2 separate regions of the Rattus norvegicus genome follow, and region 2 is linked to region 1. A link is a contact called in public Hi-C data. All regions are on one chromosome and are shown on one strand. The core of a region is the stretch at or near the end of the contact, and the rest is flanking DNA. Distances in the headings are between cores, read along the strand shown. Region 1 has its middle 180 kb from the start of Fam107b. Region 2 has its middle 97 kb from the start of Fam107b.

Region 1 (3,599 bases), core at 776-3,275:
TCCTTTGGTGATGAACAGCCGTGTGGAAGTGTAAGCTGAATAAACCCTTTCCTCCCCAACTTGCTTCTTGGTCTTGATGTTTTGTGCAGCAATAGAAGCCCTGACTAAGGCAGGAGCATAAGTCACGAGTCACACGAGTGTTCTAATTGCTGTGTTCAAGAGAAAGGGTAATGATAGGAAAGCAACAGTTGAGAACCAGGAGAAATCCCATCCCCAAGTCTTGGCACAGCTCTTGTCTGTGGTTTGGTGTTTTCAGTGTTCTCTTATTCCATACTCCATTCCGGGTGTGTGTGTGTGTGTGTGTGTGTGTGTAAGACCACATGCATACATATCTGTGTCTGTGTATATGAACGTCAGTGTCCTGTGATCTTCCTGTCACATAGAAACCAATACGTAAGCACAGCTTACATATGACGCACAAAGCCTCATCACGCTGTCTGCTCACCACCCAGGCTGCAGAAGGCCAGGCGCTTTGGTCGTACTTGGCTGACACGGAGGGATGAGTCTACCTGCAGGCATTTGATACTGTGATCTCTGTGTCTTAGACATTCCACATCATCTATATTTAAGCACACACAGCCCATATGTTCATCTCTTACCCACTTGAGCCTGGTATATAAGGGAGGAGTACATTGAAGAAAATGCTAACCAAAATGCTGTCCCTCAGACAGTCATAACATGTCCACCTTAGAGAGCTGTCTCTGTGAAACACTAGCCTTTCTTCTCCCAAATGCGGCAAGGATTATCCACTATTTCTGCTGCCCGTGGGACCGGTGGGGACAGTATCTTCATGTGCATGGATTTCCAGCTGACTTCTTTGATAAGCAGGCAGGTCAAGTCTCTTGTGGGACTAAATCCCTGCATTCCTGTGGTCACTTATTGAACAAATCTCTGGAGCCTTCAATGTCCTGGGCACTGCATTAGTGTGTGATATGGGAACATGATGAAGAACTTAGGGAGCAAAGTAAATTGTGTGTGTGTGTGTGTGTGTGTGTGTGTGTGCGTGTGAGTGTGTGTGTGTGTGTGTGTGTGTGTATCACATATATGTATAATACACATACAGATGGATGTGAGGAACTACCAGGAGAGAGGTGAACATTCCAATGGAAAGAATGTTAAGTGCTTCTTAGGACAGGATGGTTAGACAAGAGCTCAGCGAGAGAAACTCCCGGAGACTGTGAGCCATGTGGTCTTAAGGATGGGAAGTCTTCCAGACAGGGAGCTCAGCACATGTAAGGCCAGAGGCAAGATTCTGACAATCTGGGAACAGCTGAGAAGCCTGAGGTGGCAGAATGGAGGCAGGAGAAGAATCCAGTTGTTTGTCATCGAGGGGAACCAGGGAAAGATTTTGATGAGAGTGGCCACAGGTCTGCCTCACTGGAAAAGGATCACTGCTGCCACTGTGTTTGGGATGAAAATCAATGAAGGATGTGTTGATCTGGTGGCAGCTGATGGCCACGGTCCAGAGGGAAGGACAGTGGGTTGTTGGAAAGTGAGAAACGTGAATAAAGCATTGAGGGACCATGAAAACAAGCATTCCTTTCTTCATAACTCTGCCTCAAAATTGTCTCTTTAATACACATGTTCTGGTACCATCTGAAGCCCAATGGAAGGGTCACCCTTTTACCGCTATGTTAATGTACTTAGTCTTCTCTCTGGACCAGCAGCGGCCCTGTGTGCCTTGGTCCATGAGTGGTAGGCACCTTGGTGACTTTGGCAGGGACTGGTGGGCCCTGTAGCTGCTTCGTAGCAGATCGAAGTATTGACCTCTTTCTGATCCTTGGTGGTTCTGACCTGTGTGGATTTGAACAGGTTCCTAAGCCTGTTCCTAGCCTTTGTGGGATCAAGGACCAGTCAGTTCAGGCGCTTGCTTGGAGTGGTGATGGGAACTTTAATCCCAGAGACAGAGATCTGGTTGGCACAGAAGGACTCTGGTGTCCTGCTTCCAGGCCCAGCTTTGGTCTATTTGCTGAGGTCCAGAGAGACTATTTCTGCCTGTCCCCTCCTCCATAGGGATGGAGCCACAGATGGTCCCACAGTTTAATCTGCTGCAATGTTTTCAAAGCTCTCTCAGCCGAGAGAGTGTGAAGCCAGTCTCCTGCTTCCAGAAAAGTGTCTCCAATGTGAGAAATTTGTCATTTTGTCTCTAACTCCGTGCAAAGCTTGTCAGCTGCAGACCCGAAGCAGAAATGGCCTTTTGGTAAATGCCAGGCAGTCACTGGGCTGAAATGCCTTGCGTTTGTAAGAAAGGGCTAAGCTTCAATGATTTCTCCCTGGTCCCTCCCTAAGTCACAGCCAAGGTGACAGAACAGTCCAATGACAATGAGCTAACTTGTCCCAAATATCTTCCTGGTTTATTTCCTTAGAAAAGATTGCCTTTTACAAGAAGAGACTCCTGGAAGGTACCCTTCTTCACACTGGGGGTTCTTTTCAGAGTTTAAGAATGCCAAGTCACAATAGCTACTCAGTGACAAATGTATGCACCCTTTTAGACAGAGATTTCATTTTGGGGGCATATTTTAGCTTCATTTCCCTGAATATGATATCAGCAGCATTGTCTGTGGTAATGATGAGTGGATGTGTCACAAGGGGCAATGACATATCCCCGCACAGTGGGGTGCAGTGCCATTGGGGAAGGGGAACGAGGGTGCTCCCTTTTCTGACATGCGAGGGTTGGTAGATGATGATGCTCGCTGAGAGTGTAAAAGCACACGGGGAGCAGAAGGATCTAACTTTAGCAGAGGGCCCAGAGGGAAGGAAGCATACATTCCTATCTGTTTGCATATGCATCAGCTCCGGGAGCAAGAAAAGATGCTAATAAAAAGTATTTGTTTGGGAGCTAAGAGATAGCCCACTTGGTAAAGTACTTACCATGCAAATGTGAATTAGGATGTGAGTTAAACGTCCCTGTTGAAAACCCAGTGTGGCCGCACACTTGCACACCCAGGTTGAAGACATAGGAACAGGCAAATTCCCAGGCCCTACTCAGCAGCCAATATAGCCTATTTGAGGATCTCTAAGTCCCAGTGAGAGACTCAGTCTCAAAAATAAAAACAAAAACAAAAAACGATGGCTGGGGAGATTTCTTAGCTGGTAGAGAACTTGCTATGCAAGAGTGAGAATCAAAAGTTAAGAACCCAGTAAGAGCTGGGTGGGGTGGTGACCTGCCTATGATACTAGTGTAAATGAGGAAGAGGCAGGGTGTCCCTGCACAGGCTGGCTGGCCAAAGCACACACGCTGGTGAGCTCTGGGTTACAGTGAGAAACCTGGATCAGTGTGCAAGGTGCGGAGTAATTGAAGATAACACATGACATTAGCCCCTGGCTCACACACACACACACACACACACACACACACAGACACACACATACACACTAACACATACACACTTATGAATGTGTTCCCCCCCACATTTGTACCCTCACGCTGATACAGACATATACACACAAATGCAAACATAAGTAAAATACAATGTGCCCCATTCCTAAGCCTATACTTGAGTCTAATCTCTGACCCCCCATACACATGCACACACACATGAATGTGCACACACATGTATATGCACATACATTATCATGTATGATGCCTGCACACACTT
Region 2 (3,310 bases), core at 235-2,734, 81 kb before region 1:
ATTAAGGATTTCACTTTCCAAACGGGGGGGGGGGGTCTCATGAATTCAAACCACGTCTTGGTTCGAACCCTTGGTAGCTAGTAGAACCTGCAGTTATACTAGACTTTAACAGGTCCATATGGTGGAGGCGTGGCTCCCCTGTGTGGCACTATGGGGTGGTAGTTGAACCTTTAGGAAGAAGGGCCTAATGGAAAGTATTTTGCTCAGACCACTTAATACTTGATAGGTAGCCCAGGCTGGCCTTGAACGCAGAGCAGGTCTCTGTTCTCTTCAAGTGCTGGGATTACATGTGTGCACCAGAAGCCAGCCTCTAGTGGCAGTTGCTCAGGCCTCTTCAAAGGGGACAGACAGTAGGTGAGACCTCAGCTCCTTCCTCTTCCTTCTGCCTCTGCACCATAAGTAGATAGCTCTGTTCTTCCATGGGCTCCCTGCATGAGCCGGCAGCAATAGAATAGCCCAGTCCAAACCCCAAACCTAAATATATCTTTGTAAATAGATCTTTCCTTTCCTCTTCATAAATAGATCACCTCAGATATTTGTGATAATGACGGAAAGCCAACAGTGACCTCAGAGCCAGAATGATACCACTTCCCCCTCCTTTGTTAATCTTTGGGTCAGATGCATCTGGCCGGACCTGGTAACAGAAGATACTTTGCAAAGAATTTGAATGAATCGACAACCAAGAATCATCACCAGGAAGGAGGAACTGCTGTACCTGTCTTTGTTTACTTTTCCTAGCCGTGATGACAGCAAGCCCACATCCAGCCCAACAGAGAGCAGGACCAGGCAGGGTTTTCCAGGAACCTACTGAGAACTGGTATTTTGATTATATCTTCGTGTTCCAGACTTACTGAAATGGTTTTTAGTCCCTATGCTAAGGCCAAAGGCTTAATGGATGCTTTTAAAAACATCTATTATTTTTATTTCATACATTTGAGCATTTGCCTGCATACACGTATGGGTACCATATGCGTGCCTGGTGATGGCTGGGTCTAGAAGATGGTGTTGGATCCGGTGAAGCTGGAGTTACAGATGGTTGTGAGTCTCTTGATGGGGGTGCTCAGAACTGAACCCGGGTCCTCTCTGGAAGGGCAGCAGTTGCTCTTAACTACTGAGCACCTTATAGGTGCTGAATAATACCTCTAATCATGTGACACTTTGCCCAAGTCTTCTTTAAATTAGTATGTTTGGTTATACTTAACTCATTCTCAATTTTCCTAGTTATCCAGGAAGGGAAAAAAATCCCACTTGCTACTTTTAACAATTAGATGAATATTATCCTTCAAATATTAAAATGAATATTATAACATTCACAGAGTCAGAGATAAATCTGGGAGTGAACAGCGGCAGTGGACGGCAGAAAAGTGTCTCGACACTAGAGGTCCCTCTCTTCTTGAGATCGAACGGCCCAGTCTGGGCTCTTAGCCAGCTTCAGTGGCTTCTGGCTGGGAACAGAAAGTGAGGAGCAAAGGAAATCTGAACCAGAGAATTCTTTGTGGCATTGCAAATTAGATCTCCGGCAGCACAGGCCTGCATCACTGAGCCCTGGCTCGCCCACAAAGAGTATTTTCTCTCCCAAACTCCCAGGCCCAGTTCCATTTTGTTCTATTTCTATCTGCTTCTTAATTTAGCCATGTGACTGCATTCAAACCCTTTTATCTCGTCCCCATCTGGAAGGCAATCTGGGTTGGTCCTGAATTTTTATTCCCGTGGAATAGAAGAGAGTGATGGAGTCCCCACTGCCCCTCAGAGAGTCACCAGAGATGCCAAACGAACTAAAGGATTTCACAGGTCAGGTTCAGGCTGCACGGTGGCCAGGGCTCATGGCAGACAGGAAGAAGCTTGACATTCATTTGCACCCAGCAAGTCAGAGAAAAAAGGGCTTAGATGAAGTCTGCTGTTTTTCCAGCAAAGGTCGGTGTCTGGAAGGCAAAGAAATGAGGAGACAGACACGTGACAGGGCAGAGCTTGCTATTAAAACAATGTCCACCTATACTAGGAAGGAAATGGAAAGATCAAATAAGGGAGTGAAGCTCGCGTCTTTGTCTTGGTGGTGGCACACTGGTGAAGAAGGGGACACAGAGGGTGACAGGCTCTTTGGAAGTTTCCACGATGCTCATGGTTTAATGTTGTATGAAATTTTAGCCTCATTGTGGAGTCTAGATAGAGCCTGATCCTTTCTCTGTGTCTGTCTCCCAGGGCCTTCTCTTCTCTTCTGCAGACACACATCCCTCAGCATCCTTTGTGACCTGGGGGTGAAGCTGGAAACAGCACTGAACACTCTGTAGTGACCAGAAGTGGTGTGTGTGTGTGTGTGTGTGTGTGTGTGTGTGTGTGTGTGTGTGTGTGCGCGCGCAAGCACTCACACAAGGCTCATGATGACTCTGGAAGGAGGTCCAGACAATTTAATCAAAACAAAGTTAGAGTCAAGAAATGGGATCATGGACTCTTCAGACTAGGAGACCCTTCCTTAGCCTTGGAAGTTCCTTTCTACACAGTGCTAAGTTCAACCTGAGAAAGACCAGTTCAGGGCTCATGGCCTACATGCAAGAGCTATGATTAGTGTTTCTTATGTCTCTGTCCCCAGTTCCTTCGTTGTCTGTTACCCCGTCCAGTGTTGTTTGGGTTCCAGCTTTTCTTTTTTTTTTTTTGGTTCTTTTTTTTTTTTTTCGGAGCTGGGGACCGAACCCAGGGCCTTGCGCCTTGCGCTTCCTAGGCAAGCGCTCTACCAACTGAGCTAAATCCCCAACCCCCTTGGGTTCCAGCTTTTCTAAACGCAGGAATCTCCTGAGAGTATCCTAAACAAAATGGCTGCTCTCACATGCGGCGGACACAGCCCTGATGATTTCTACCAAATTCAGTGGCTTTGAATCTGCCACTCATTGCGTTTAGCAAGGGAAATCTGAGCCTGAAAACGCTTCTTCAGTGTGAGCCATCTGCCTGTGGAGAGGTTGGACCCAGTTTAGGAGAGACAGAACATTATGCAAATCATCGGTGCAATCTGACATTCACCATTTAACTGACTCATTCCAGAGTGGATTCTATAAAGAAGGAAGGCTACAGGCAGCTGGCTACCTGTGCTGGATGTGTGTCAGGTGTGTGCTGTGTTCAGATATGAGGGGGGCAAGAACGGGTATCCATCTTGTTTTATGCGCTAGGGTCCGTCTCTCAGGTTTGGAGCTCCCCAAGTAGGCTAGACTTGGTTACCCGGTGAACACAAGGTATCCTGTTGTCTCCTCTTTACCACTGCTGTGATTATAAACATGGCTACTGCAGTTTTTGTTTGTTTTGTTCTGTTTGTTAAACATCT

Evidence for each region. A called contact is a pair of places that touch in the nucleus more often than the background predicts.
Region 2: a contact with region 1 is called in a Hi-C map of prefrontal cortex, with 2.2 times the contacts expected there. The contact joins two enhancer-like sites. A contact is called at or near these places in 10 of 12 Hi-C or Micro-C datasets (the A7r5 cell line, the Rat2 cell line, Schwann cells and 5 more) and 1 of 1 datasets of contacts at active chromatin or transcription factors (oligodendrocytes).

The regions. Positions count from the first base shown.
Region 1 is chr17:79,270,002-79,273,600 of GRCr8, reverse strand. No RefSeq gene overlaps it. Among named protein-coding and RNA genes, the nearest start is that of Fam107b, 180 kb to the left of the region's middle. Within about 2 kb of position 2,025, at least 8 of the 93 cell types and tissues checked have an H3K27ac peak or open chromatin away from gene starts, as enhancers often do. A contact at or near this core is called in prefrontal cortex, where this site is marked.
Region 2 is chr17:79,351,040-79,354,349 of GRCr8, reverse strand. No RefSeq gene overlaps it. Among named protein-coding and RNA genes, the nearest start is that of Fam107b, 97 kb to the left of the region's middle. Within about 2 kb of position 1,484, at least 46 of the 93 cell types and tissues checked have an H3K27ac peak or open chromatin away from gene starts, as enhancers often do. A contact at or near this core is called in prefrontal cortex, where this site is marked.